2 separate regions of the Sus scrofa genome follow, and region 2 is linked to region 1. The links are chromatin contacts, called in public Hi-C maps. All regions are on one chromosome and are shown on one strand. Each heading gives the region's core, a stretch centred on a gene start, on an enhancer-like site or on the middle of the called end of the contact. The rest is flanking DNA. Distances are from core to core; before and after follow the strand shown.

Evidence for each region. Hi-C and Micro-C count contacts between places; a contact is called where the count stands out from the background.
Region 2: a Hi-C map of liver shows a contact between it and region 1, with 5 times the contacts expected there. The contact joins two enhancer-like sites. A contact is called at or near these places in 1 of 5 promoter capture datasets (liver) and 4 of 47 Hi-C or Micro-C datasets (epiblast stem cells, fetal liver, liver and 1 more).

What each region holds. Positions count from the first base shown.
Region 1 is chr1:106,759,039-106,766,192 of Sscrofa11.1, forward strand. All of the region lies in intron 2 of ONECUT2 (one cut domain family member 2), which reads left to right. Among named protein-coding and RNA genes, the nearest start is that of ONECUT2, 11 kb to the left of the region's middle. Within about 2 kb of position 2,958, at least 5 of the 83 cell types and tissues checked have an H3K27ac peak or open chromatin away from gene starts, as enhancers often do. A contact at or near this core is called in fetal liver and liver, where this site is marked.
Region 2 is chr1:106,876,078-106,883,231 of Sscrofa11.1, forward strand. FECH (ferrochelatase) reads right to left here. Exons shown (of 11, transcript NM_001170523.1): 4 at 5,505-5,653; 5 at 1,124-1,258. Among named protein-coding and RNA genes, the nearest start is that of FECH, 19 kb to the right of the region's middle. Within about 2 kb of position 3,509, at least 4 of the 83 cell types and tissues checked have an H3K27ac peak or open chromatin away from gene starts, as enhancers often do. A contact at or near this core is called in fetal liver and liver, where this site is marked.

The DNA.
Region 1 (7,154 bases), core at 1,708-4,207:
AACCCTGTTTCTAACAGAAGCTCAGAGGGAAGGATTTGAGTTCTCAGGAAGGAAGTACTGCACCCCACCACACTATCTGGTGGCTGCTGCTGGCAGCAACTGTCTTGAGAAAAAGTGGTATCATGTCCGGGTGCCCCTGGAGGAATGAAAACCTCAGAGGAGAAGCAGAGAGATTTCATTTCTGGGTTCTTGCCAAAGGATGGGAAATGAGGAGGGAATAAATAGAAATAATTGTCTGGATAAAGGGCCCTGGGGGAAAGGGTGAATATTGAGGAAGCCTGGGCCTTAAACTTCACCTACAGACGCTGGATTGCCCTCATCCCCAACGCTCTCAGAGATCCTTGTTTTTTCTGACCCAAGAAAAGTTGCTTCCTCCCAGGGAACACTCTTCTTGGTGGGGGAGACCATTATGAGGAAGCCCACAGGGTCACTTATGCTGTCAAGGACAAAGTCTACTCGAGGTGGGCCCATCAGCAACCCTCATCATCCAGCCCACCCCTCTAATGCACTTCAGTGCCTTTGGGAAAGACTTTGATTCCAGGTCTCACTCCAGGCAAAGACTGAGGAATGCACACAGGTTTCTGTAGAGGCAGGGCTAGGGGAGCTAGTAAGGTTGATTGGGTAACTCAGCCCATCTGATGACAAGGTGCAGATGGGCAAGGCGTGGAGGAAGACTGTGGGCTGTACAGACAGGGATAGTCTCACTGGGGGAGCAGGTTTCCTAGAAGCTGTGGGCATTTATTACGAAAAACTGTCCCCCACAAATTGTCCCAGAGGGAAGGGAGGCACTGCATTCCACCTTGGCGCCTCTCTCTCCATTTGAAGATCCATTACTCTTCTGTAGAAAGCAGACTTTGTTTGGGTTGGAAGCACACCTCCAACGTAATTTAATCAGCATTGGACTTTGGCTCATGTAATCAAATATACATATACTTTCTCCTGCAGGAAGAAAAATAATTTCTCTGTAACTGGTATTGACTTGAAATCATGTATTCTCTGGAAAGCATCACATTTTTAAAGGGAAAGGTAAAATTAAGGGGAAAAGAAGCCATGTTTCAGTGGTTTGCCTTATAAATAACTAAGAGAGCCAGTTACCACCTAAGAAAGGGCAGAGGGAGCCTTCTAGAGCTCAAATATTGGGCTGCTCCAACTGTGGGTATCCTATTCCAGCTTCCTCTGTGTAGTCACCCTCCCAAATCTGTGTTGTAGGAGACAAGGTTAACTGGCTCACCAGATCATAGGAATCTGGGCTTTATATTTATTTTGGGTTGAGACATCTTTGGGGAGACCTATTTGGTGCTCCGTTTTTTTCTATCCTTTTTGGAAAGACCACAGGCAGCAGCAGCAGGATCCCAGTGGACAGAAAGCCTACTCCACCCCCAGGGCCTTGAGCACGAAGTTCTGCTGTAGAGCATTTCTCTAGAGCAAGCTTGGTCTCCCCACCCGCAGGGCAAGGCTCTGGGCTTTACCCAAGTTGGGTCTGTTAGGGAATCTGTTGTAAACACAGATCCATTGATTTGCATTTGTCAGAGAGTAAAGTTAAACCAGTGAAAAGAGAAGCCCTTACCCTTTTATGCAGGGCCAGGGAAACCTTTCATATTGATCCTATTGATCCAACCTTTCCCTTTAAGGAAACCACATAGTTAAAGACCCTTGTTCAATAGATTTACCCTTCGTGCTTGTGATATTCCTTTAAGTGTTCTCATCTAGGATAGCTGGGCATTAAGCCCACACTCCAAACCAAACAAAAATGAAAAGGGGGTTGAAAGAGAGGAGTCAGGAGGCAGAATTGTGGAAAGTGAAATTGAATCAAACTGAAATGTGTAATGACTCGGTTGGGGATGTTTTTCTCATTCTTCTAAGATGACATGCAGGGATAAAGACAAAATAGATGCATTTAGCATCTCTTCCCCCCACTTATCCCTCCCTCTCTCTCTCCCCGAAACAAAATCTGTTTATATGCTAGAATAGCAACATCAGAGACACATCATTTTCTACTGTAAAATTATTTCAATCAAGCCACTAGCTTGATTCATTTAAACTGGTTCACTTAAAAGCGGTAATATCACCACAAAGTTATTTTGGTCCATTTGTAGCAAATTGGGAATTAGATTGTCCCCAGAAAAGCAAATTTGGGGGCTCTGTATATGAGCATGGACACTGAAGTCACTTTAAAAGAGAAGGGTCTTAGAGTTGGAAGTGTGTAGAAACTAGACCAGGAGTAAGATACTTTTTTTTTTTTTAATAAAGCAATGTAGATGGAACGGGAGTTATTAAATATTGCCCAGTATCCCTCATGTTTGCAGATATGAAAATGAAAGTCCTCTTTGTTTCCAGGACTGTTGGCATGATCGTTTTATTTCTTCCTTGACCCCTTTTGTTCTGTAAATAAAATCCATTTGTGATTTTTTTCAACATGTTCCATGCACTATTCCTAATTGGCTATCTCTTGGGTTGTGTTCAGACATTCATGTTTGTTTTATGTGATTGAAAAATATTAATGATTCCTTAGGTGAGCTAATGTATTTATCTACTGAGTGAGTTCAAAGGGCAGAGTTCAGCTATGGTTCAGGTTAATTGAACAGGAACCAGTGAGCTCTCCAGGCTGTGTTGAACAAGGGACCAGTCCCTTAAAATATCACACTCAACAAACACACAGTTTCACTGTCCTCATCCTGGAGCGTGATGTAAGAGGCTCACATCACCTTGGATTGCTTGTTTAAAAACCCAAAGCAAAGCGCAGCAACTGCAACAAAACCCCTGAGTCCCCCTCAGGGAAGAAGAGTTTTCTCATTGGCTAATTGCTTTATTGGTAGCACTGACCTGCAGAGCAGCTGCAGGGGCCTGGATGAAGGCTTAGGCCTCAGAATAATGTGCTCCATTAGAACCAGGGCAAGGCATTTTTTGTTTACTCAATTGGAGCTCCTTGCAAAGTGCCATTAACCCCAGCCCAACCGCATGCGTGTTGCAAAAGCCAAAGGTCACACCAGTCGGGCTGTAGGCGCAGCCAGCTTTGCCGGAGTAGTAGGGAAGAGGCATCCTGCTGGCATCACCCTCCCTGAGCTTGGCCCGATCCCCAGGGGCCCGGGGCTTTGACCAAAGCAAGCATTTGCACAACTTGTTTACATTTCCCAATTGCTGAATCATGTTATTGATGATTACACAGTTTTGATCTGAGCACCATCAATCACAACATGAAAAAAATTCCTCCCACTGACCCTCTCTTTTCTATTTCTGTTCCCTCCATCATTGTGTATTACAGTAAACAGAATTGTGCAGACGTTGCTTTTTAGCAGGAATAAAATCTGGATAAGTGCTTGGATCAAGAGGAAGACAGATCTCCAAACAGGGCTGAGGGGGTTGTTCAGCAGAAAGAAGCCTTGAGGTGGAGCCAGAAGCACAGTCGAGGCTTCTACCAAGAACACCTTGAGCTAGACTGCCACCTGCTGGGAGTCTTCTAATTGCAGTAAGCCTTGCACCCCCAAGGCCCAAGCACCTTCCTTCACTTTGTTCTTAGTATTTGTGTCTCCATTCTCCACCCTCCTGACCACCACTCTTTTTTTCCTTGAAATTTCTGCCTCTTTTCATTTGTTGCCGAGGAGAAATCAGCAGTTTTGCTGTGATGGATAAGGTGACTCACCCACCCTGTACATTGTATAGTTTCCTGCTTAGTTAGAAAGTGGGGAGAGGAGGGGCAGAGAAAGCAAGAAATATCTGTGGGAGAGAAGAGGAACAGACATGCGTGTAAGAGAAATGGCTCAGTTGATGGTGCCAGTGAGGGCTGTACCGACAGTAAGGTGCCCTGCAAAGACAAAATTTTGTACAAAGGAGAGAAGGTGAAAAAATTAGTATGGGCAGGGAGGACATCAGGAGAGACGCCAAATCAGGGAGCCAGAGGTAGGCTCTGTGAAACCCCAGGGAAGAGAAAAAGTGAACTAGCTGTTTTGCAGTTGCAGAGAAGTAAGCCACTCAGAGCCAAACTGTGGAGCTGACTGTAGCCCTGTGGGCGGCAGCTGTTTCCGGAGCCCCTGGCAGCCCAGCGCACCTGTGGGTGGGTTGCTGCCTTCCCGCCCCAGTGCAGGCTTCAGCACCACGAACAGCGCCATGGAACAGCTCAAGAGCCTGCTCGCCCAAGCTGCAGTCTGAGCGAGTTTGCATCTCAACCCAAAAAAGGGAGATGGGTCCTCTACCAGATTAAATGTGTGCAAGACCCTAATCAGTAGCTCCAGCTCTCTAGATCTCAGAGCCCCAAACAGAACAGAGCCTCAGATTTTCCTTTAGCAGTCCATGGCTTTGATTATCTGTGTGTGATTATCAGCAATAATAAAGCAAGAGGAGGTTGTGGCAGTAAGAGGACAAAAGATGCTAAAGGACCCTTTCCTTTTGAAGAGAAAAAAACATTACTGGGGGTGGGGGGAGGGTTGAACTGTTTTTCTCCATGTTCCTGACTTCTGAAGGCACTGATTGCAGCTCTCAACAGTACTTCACATTTAGGATTTACTTTCAAGGTTTATGGTCTGGGTGCCCTGCACACAGAGATACAAAAATGGATTTTTTTTCCCCACCATATACCTAGTCGTGATTTTTGAAAATGAGCTTTTCTTTAACAGATTCTCACATTATATCAGCCATCATGTTGCCAGGAGAGCCAACAATGGAACATCACTACCTCCAATAAATCTAGAAAGTAGGTTTGATTTCTTGAGAGTTTTCCTTGGTAGGATTCTATTTAAGAGGAACCTCTCCACTGCTTCTGTGGGTCAAGGATTGAGTCACTTCCTTGAGACCACGCAATGGAGTTATATGTCCCTGGCCAGGGTAAAAGCTGACATTAGGTGCTAACCCCTTATTCTGGACATTTTTAGCCAGTTGCTCTGCTTTATTCGTGTTTTTATTCCCGAGAAAGGAGGCATGTAGGTCCTTTTGGGTCTGTGATTGGGCACAATTCCCATCTCTTTAGGTTTCTAGTAAAATGGCCCTTGACTTTCCAAAGCTAATTAAAATGTAAAACCTTTGCTTTATGTGAGAGAACTTCATCTCAAGCCTAATTTATTGTCAGAGTGGTTCTCAGGGAGGTGGAGCATAGGAACAAGTGTATCCACTTTAAAAGAAAGTCAAGAGTATAATGAATGAAATTTTCTCCCTGTGACAATGCATCTTTAAATTCCAAGTGGCTCTTGGATGAAGGGAAGAAAATCCAGCCCCAGACATTTTTCAGTATTGAAAAAAAAATCATGTTCTGTGTCCAAGTACCTAAATGTTTGTCCTATAAGTGAACAGGAATATTGTTTGAATCAGACCTTAGAATTGGTTTTGTATCCATTTGATAAACACCGATTAAAACAGTTTCTTCAAGTCATATGATATTCAAATTCAATGTAACTAGTTGCTGGGTTACATTATCAAAAACCTTTTCCAGTAAAACATGGATTTGACAGTAAGCAAAGCCTTTTTTTTTTTTAAGTCTGTTTTATATGCATCACTGCATCTTATTAAAATAAGTCAGTCCACTCTCCAGGAGCTTATGTAACTAAATGCATTTCCTTTCTAGTGAGCTCTGTGTGGTTTTTGAAAGATATTTTTGACAAGACTACAATGTAAACAGGACCTCTCCTGTAATCTTCTTTGACTCCAAATACATACATATGTATATATACATATGTATGTGTGTGTGTATATATATACATATATATAGAGAGAGAGAGAAAACTTTTTGCTTTCCTGAAACAGAACAACAGATTTCCAAATCTAAAAGCTTTTTTTAAAGTCTTGGGTTCAGAAGCTTCCTGTTGTATTCCATAGTCTACCTCAGTTCATGTTCAAGGCATGAGAGTGAATTCTTTTTTTTTTTTTTTTTTTTTTCATTTGAAAAGGAAGAGACATTCTTCCTGTTGAAAACCAATTACTTGACTTTATTCTGGGTCCCTGCCTCTCCTGCCTTCTCAGTACACCCATCCTTTTCTGTGCTTAAACTGTAGCACCAGGACACAGCTTCGATCCTTGGCCCAGCACAGTGAGTAAAATGGATCCAGTGTTGCTGTAGCTGCAGTATAGATTGCACCTGCGGCTGAAATCAGATCCCTGGCCCCAGACCTCCACGTACCACAGGGCAGCCGAAAAAGAAAAAACAAAACAAAAAACCCAAACCCAAAAAAACTCTTTTCTTCATTAGCTTTTTCCCATTTGAATTTTTGTGCTCCAAACTCTCCTATTTTTTTTTTTTAATGCTCTCCCAACACCTGCTTTAGCTCTAGCTCTTTCTTCCCTTTACACCTAGAAAGAGTTTCTATAACTCAGTGTCTGTGTCTTACCTTCCCCTCAGTCCCAGCCCTTTGCTGTCTGGTTCCAGCCACTCCCGTTTACTAAACCTGCTCTTAACAAAGCCACTGTTGAGGATTTGTCACCAAATCCAATAAATGCCTCTCAGGTCTTATCCTAAGTTGGCCTCTCTGTGGCATGCCACACGCTGCTCACCACCCTCTCCTCTCCCTTTCTTCCTCTGACTTCTGAAATAGTGTACTCTCTTATTTTCCTCTTTGGCATTCTGGGTATTCCTTCTCAGTCTCCTTTCTGGGCTCCTTTTACTCTGTCCATCTAGCTCAGCATTCAGGCCTAAGCTATTTTATTTAGTCACTCAAATACTCCCCTTGGAAGACTGCATCCATTAGGTTGTGATCTCTCTATGCTGAGGACAGCCCTGATATCTCTTCTGAGTTCCAGGTCCCTATTTCTTTGTGCATCTGATCATCTTTGTCTGGATGTCCTCAAATTCGGCCTATCTCAAAGTGAACTCATTTTTCTTATCTTCTCTCCCTCATCACCATCACCACCACTAAACATGAGTCTCCTCTTTTATTCTCTCTCTTTCAATAATCTCCTTGTAATAATCTCAAGCCAGACACCAGGAAGTCACCTCAGACTCTCTCCTTTCCCTTTTTAACCCCATGTGTCAACCATCCTAGCCATGTGGATTATACCCCCTAAATATCTATCTCCATCCTTTCCTTTGCCGCCCTCATTGGGGGCAGCACCAGTTTCCTGATTGATCAGCCTCTCTTGTCTTGCCTTTTCTCATCCATTTCCAACCTTGAGACAGCGTGGTTTTTCTGGAACCCAAATCTGACCACAGTACACCATTGTTTAAAACTCTTTGT
Region 2 (7,154 bases), core at 2,259-4,758, 120 kb after region 1:
GAACTCGGGCATTTTCACAGGTGCTCTGAACAAATATTTAAGGCACACACCAGGCTTACAAGATTTCTTCCAGTAGCCTTTGGTTTTCTCCTTATAGTCATAAAAATAATATGTACTAGGAGTTCCCGTCATGGAGCAGTGGTTAACAAATCCAACTAGGAATCATGAGGTTGCGGGTTCAGTCCCTGGCCTTGCTCAGTGGGTTGAGGATCCAGAGTTGCCATGAGCTGTGGTGTAGGTTGCAGACGCGGCTTGGATTCTGCGTTGCTGTGGCTCTGGCATAGGCCGGTGGCTACAGCTCCGATTCAACCCCTCGCCTGGGAACCTCCATATGCCGTGGGAACGGGCCAAGAAATGGCAAAAAGACTAAAAAAAAAAAAAAAAAAAAAAAAAAAAAAAAAAAAAAAAAAGGTACTAATGTCCAAAAGCAATTGGTGAATAAAAATGTCCTGACCGCAATCCTTGAAAAAGATTGCAAACAAATGTATTTGTGGGTGACAGTGGAAGACTTACCAAATGGTACAGAGATTGGCAAAACAGATTATTCACTAGCTTCAGTTAAATATATAGGAAACAACACCTAGTAATATTTTCCAAAATCTAGACTACTGAGAGAGGTGTGCAAAGGAAACCCCAAACTGGGCTTTGGTTTAACTGGGAACCAATCCATAACTGAAGCAGAACCAGAGTTCATACCAACACTTCCAGTGTCATATGTGCACCTCTGCCTGGCCAATGGAAATAGCAATCACCTGTGGTACGTTAGTAAGAATAACAGGGTAGCCATAAAAATAAGGTTTATTACACAAACGTAGAAAGTGGCTGAAGGTTGATCACTGATCCATTATACAGCTGCACTGAAGCACTAACGCTAGAAGGCACCGCTTTTCACCCACCATTTGTGATTCTCAGCTGACTGGCCAATAACTCAAGGGCCAGGTAAACCATGAGATTTCAAATGGACTGAACTGAACTCTTCTGTTTCAAAGACAGGCTGGATGTGCCATTCAAATCAAAAATGATTTATGCTTTCCTCCATACCGAGGTTCCTTGGTTATTCTTGCCGGACCCATATCCACCCCCACCCACCCCACCACCCCCTGCCGTCGGAGAGAAGCCTTACCTGTGGTCACACAGCTGTACTGTGGATACTGTGTGAAAGCAATCGCCCTTTCAAGCCCATCCCTCTCCATCTCTTGAATCGCTTCTTCCGTTAAAGGGTGGACATACCGGAATCCAATATAGTATTTGTGAGGGGCTATTAGGAAGCATGTGTAGAAGGAGAGAGTATTCATCTTTATATAGACTCCAAACATAATGCAGTGCCCAGAACAAAGAACAGTTAACCTAATTTCCTAGGATGCTGATAATGTGGGCAAGTTTAGAATGTGCCTTGGATCTTAACCAGTCTTCTGCCAGTATACGGATTTTTAATCACTATTTTCTGTGACCAACCTCCCCCGGCACACTGCCCCCAACACACACACATACAAACACCTTTACTTAGCACATGGTTTTTAAAACTTAAACTTTTGCGAGTTTCCTGGTGGTCTTGTGGTTAGGACATGGTGCTTTCACTGCTGCAGCCAGGGTTCAATCCCTGCTCTGGGAATTGAGATCCCACATCAAGCTGCTGTACATCACAGCCAAAAAGAAATTAGTTAATTTTGAAAATAACCCTCAAACTTCTGTGCCTTTCTCTCTGCTCTTGGCTGAGATGAGAGATACTCCAGAGAAGGGAGGAAAGAACTAGCATTTATTCATAAAGTATAACCTCATTTTAGGTACCAGGTACCACAGTAGACATTGGGAGGTTTTATTCTCATTTAAATTCCATTTTTCAGATAAGGAAACAGACTCTGAAAGGTTAATGAACCTGCCCAAAGTCACACCTAGCAGATGTTCCAGATGAGATTATAACATGGGTCTCCCCATCCTAAAGCCTGTGCTCCTTCCACGCTTCCCCCTCCTCTTCCAGCACCCAAGACCCCTCCTCTTGTTCCCTCAGACCCCAGGCCACCTAGTTTATATAAAAGCTCTGGGATACTCAATAAGAATTCACTGATAACAAATGACTGAAATGATTCTCTTCACTTAGATGAAAAAACAACAACAAACACTTAAACTGATGGCACTCAGTGGATTTTAAAATCATTGTTCTGACACCTAAATGGCCCAAGGTAGGGCACGTCTTTGTGTTCCTTCTCCCATCATTTCACCAGTTCCTTCTCTTACTTCCTCTTTATCCTCCTCTATTTTAAATGCATCCACAACCACACAACTTCTTAGGCATTTATAAAATAATAAAACAGGGAGTTCCCGTCATGGCTCAGTGGTTGGAAACTAGTATCCAAGAAGAAGCAGGCTTGATCCCTGGCCTCGCGAAGGGGGTTAAGGATCCAGCGTTGCTGTGAGCTGTGGTGTAGGGCACAGACAAGACTTGAATCTGGCATCGCTGGGGCTGTGGCGGAGGCTGGCGGCTACAGCTCTGATTGGAGCCCTAGCCTTGGAACCTCCATAAGCCACAGGTGCAGCCCTAAAAGGACAAATAAAATAAAATCGTAAAACAGAAAGTTTCCTAAAGTTACCCAGTCTTGTTTCCTTATCTTTCCATATAATTATACCCAATTTATACTCAGGGACGAAGTTGAAAATACACTGTTATAAACACTTAGTAATCATAAACCCAAGATGATGCTACTTGTCCAGGCATTAGCAGGGGCTGCAATTAAGAACATGAAATAAAACTGCCACAAGAAACATTAAGGTTAAAGTGAAGGAAAAGAGGAGTTCCCGTCGTGGCGCAGTGGTTAACGAATCCGACTACGAACCATGAGGTTGCGGGTTCGGTCCCTGCCCTTGCTCAGTGGGTTGACGATCCGGCGTTGCCGTGAGCTGTGGTGTAGGTTGCAGACGCGGCTCGGATCCCGCGTTGCTGTGGCTCTGGCGTAGGCCGGTGGCTACAGCTCCGATTGGACCCCTAGCCTGGGAACCTCCATATGCCGCGGGAGCGGCCCAAGAAATGGCAAAATGACAAAAAAAAAAAAAAAAAAAAAAAAAAAAAAAAAAAAAAAAAAAAAAAAAAGTGAAGGAAAAGATAATACAATTATTGTGTGCATCTCTATATATGTCTATGTATCATTAGTTTATATGTTGTATGTATACATGTGAGTGCTTTATATATCTGTAGATAACCTGACCCTGGGGACTGAATCAATGGAGCACGTTGCCAAGAAGAGAAGCAGAATGCTGGCAGGGAGAGAAGCAAGTCTGCGCATGGCAAGGACAGTCTGGTTCGATGCTCTTCAGTTGGGGACCACAAAAAGAGGAAGGAAGGGACACAGATGAAATCATTTTCAGCTGTCTTTCCCTTCCAAGCTACCAATTTTCCAGTCTCTTGCATAAAATATGGTGAATTACAGTTAAAACACACCAGAGGGCCTGGCCCTGTAAACAAACTCCAAATGACTGATTGAACTGTTCAAAGATCACACACACAGTTCGTGATAATCCTGCCAACTACCATGATATCATCAAGTCCATCTTTAAGGAGCTCTTGGTGCTCTGAGCTGAGGCTGAAGTGGAATTTGCTTTCTCATCTATTTGGAGACATGACAATGGTCAGATTGAAACAGTCAACCAGCTTCTCTTGTTTTCATAGCTGCCCAGTAGTTGAAAGTTGCAGCCTAAATGCCTGGGATCTGGGAGTTCCTCAAATGCTACAGACTCAGAGAGGTGCAGATGCTGCCCTCACAGATAAAGGCAGGGCGGTGATCACTCTTGGAAGTGAGAGAGAGTAAAATACTCTGGAATGAAGAGATAATGCTTTCTGAACTGTCCAACTTCAGATGGCCTGCAAAAGCATATTTTAGAAAAAGTGAACAATGCACTATTTCCAACTTAGTCTACCCTGAGGAGCTAACAAGCGTTCACAAAGGTTCCTGGCTACCCCTGCAGCAGCACGGGGAGAGGAAGGGGTTCCCTGGCTATCAACCAGCAGCACATCTGGTGGGCACCACCCCTGGACAGTGTGAGCCCCACACACAGGACTCTCTGGCCCAGCCTCGTCTCCTCCCAGAGCCACTGCCCAGTGGAACACACTTTGTGAGAATGGAGAGGGAAGAAAAAGGTACAAATGGGAAAATTAGATTTTTAAACAGTAAAATTTCATTATTCTCCAGTCCATTCATTTAGCACATGTGATAGTTCAAATGCCTGATCTGTACATTTGAGACGAAGGTGTGAAGTGTATTAATGCTTTTTAATTTGTATCAGATCACGAACCCTATTCCAGCAATGAATAATAAAAGCTCACATTTCCTGAATTTTTATCCTGTCCCACACACCAGGTATGAGCGGAGGTCAGCCAAGTTTCCCTTGCCCACTATTTTTAAAGATACATTGTGTCCTGTGTGGCTGAACCATAAGAAATGCCCTGCAGCCATGAGTGAAGGCAGGGAGCAAACCTAACATTCAAAAGCACAAATGGAACAATTTTCCAAGTGAGAGGATCTGCCAAGGGCTGGAGCCCTTAGTTCCGTGTGCCACGCAAACAGGAGGCCCTCAGAGTCACTAGAGCTGATGCTCAATGAAACGCTTTGGTCCTGCCTTGTGGGGCTGCTCTCCTTGAGGGTCCCCACTGTGTCACACTCCTGTCCTGATCCTGAACCCCAACCTGTCCTCAATTAATGTGTTTCATATGTCCTAAGATGCACATTTTTTTTGTTTGTTTTACCACCTTATGCCGGTCCACAACAGACTCTGTCTTAAAATTAACTGGCAGAGCTTTTGCGTCTTCATGATACATAAAAACCATGGAACTTCCTACAATCAATGGTGTCTTCAATGCAATCAAATATGGCACTTAGAGTTCCTTCATGTAGTTAATACTTCATTGTGCACATTATAATTTGTGTTAGAGGTTCTCAGAGAACCATCACCAGATGTGTGCGATGCTCTGTTTAGTGCCATGCCTGATGAGGCCCTTAAATGCCTCTTGATGATGGTATTGCCAAGGGCTGAAAGCAGTTGCTGGAAGTTGCTTAGAGCCTCATGGCTATGATGACATCTAGCTAATCCTGCTCTAAGTGCTGAGCCAAACAGCATCCACACAGAAAGAAACAGCAGTCAGACCAGGCTCCACCCATTACCCAAAGGCGTCCTCCCAGGACAATGACATACACATCTTTTTCCATGGTATGCCACATTTTCCGTATAATCCAGCTCAATTTAACACACACAGGCAACTTCCTTTTGAGACTAATCTGCCAAAAATTAAGTTTTTAAAATTTGTAACGTAAGGAAATCACAGAAAAGGCTGTGCAGCCTAGGACAAAGGATAACACCACAGGAACTGAGCACAGTGGCTGGGCATCACAGAGGAACCCCCGCAGATGGAGAGCTGCTGGTACCCAGGAATGTATTTGGTATCCAGTGGTGTTGTGAATTTCATAACCACTTCAAAAGGACAAACCCAGTGGGATGTCAGCAGAGAAACATCATACCTGTGTGCGGGGACAACTCATCCAGCAGCTTCACCATGCCCTCCGCTTGCTTTCGAGTCCACATCCTGATGGGGGACCCGCCTCCAATTCTGCGGTACTGCTCCTGAATTTTGGGGGTACGGCGTTTGGCGATGAATGGCCCCAGCTTACTAAATCATTGAACACATAGGTAGGTAAGTGGATTTTTGTTTGTTTGTTGCTTTTTAGGGCTGCACCCGTGGCATACGGAAGTTCCTAGGCTAGGGGTCAAGTCAGAGCTTTGGCTGCCGGCCTACACCACAGCTCACAGCAACACCGGATCCTTTAACCAACTGATTGAGGCCAGGGATCAAACCCACGTCCTTATGGATATTAGTAGGGTTCGTTACTGCTGAGCCATGATGGGAATTGCAGTAAGTAGATTTTATTCCAGTTAAGCAACCTCAGAAACATTTTCTACTCAGTAAAAAAAGAAGATAAGCAAAATCTTAAGAAGAGCCTATATAAGATCAAGCTTTAAAAACAGAAGGTCAAAGTCATTGACACCAGCCTGCTCTTTTGGTCCAGATTAGAGAGAGAAAACCAGACAGTCTCTAAGAAGCAGCAACCTCTGCCCCACAAGTTGTTCTAGCAGCAGGCCCTGAAGATTCAGGACCCCCAAAACCCATGCAGAGCCCCTGGCTGTGTGCTAACTCCTATCTAACACCTCTTGATCCTGTATCTAATACGAAGTAGGACATATAAGACATTAGGACGCATGCAGTCCTTTTAAGTAAATGCGTATTAATCTTGTAATACACTTGCCCACATGAGCAAAGATATGTGCAAGAACATTCACTGCAATGCTGTAAACAATCTACATGTCCATCGGTGGGCACTAGTTCAATAAATTAAGGCATGACCATACAATGCAATTTGGTACAATTCTGAAAAAAAAAAGAATGAGCCAGAGTATTACCTTTTATGGCATAATCTCCAAAATATTGTTAAGCTTAAAAAAAAAAAAAAAAAAAAAAAAAAAAGCAAAGACCCAAATAATGTAAGTACATTCACATCTGTGTAAAAATGGGTTGGCTAGAGAGTTCCCTGATGGTCTAGCAGTTAAGGATCCAGTGGCTAGGGTTTGATCTCTGGCCAGAGAAATCCCACATGCCACAGGCACAGACACAAAATAAATAAATAAATAAAGACGAAAAAGAAAAGTAAAAAGGAGGAGCTGTATATAAGTGTATGGAAGTTCACCCATACATACACTATTTCCAGATGTAACAGTGCTGACTTCCAGGGAGTGGAGGCAGGAGTCCAAAGAGAAAGGGAAACCTGTTTTTTTACTATAAACACTTTTTAAATATTTGCATTTTTTTATCATGTACCTGTATAAATTTTATTTAAAAAAACCTATTTTAAACAGAAAGGAGGGAGTTCCCATCGTGGCTCAGTGGTTAAGGAACCCAACTAGTATCCATGAGGATGCAGTTCCATCCCTGGCTCACTCAGTGGGTTAAGGATCTCGAGTTGCAGTGAGCTGTGGTGTAGGCTGGTGGCTACAGCTCTGATTAGACCCCTAGATTGGGCACTTCCATATGCCGTGGGTGTGGCCCCCAAAAAGACAAAAATAAATAAATAGCAGTTCCTGTCGTGGCGCAGTGGAAACAAATCCGACTAGGAACC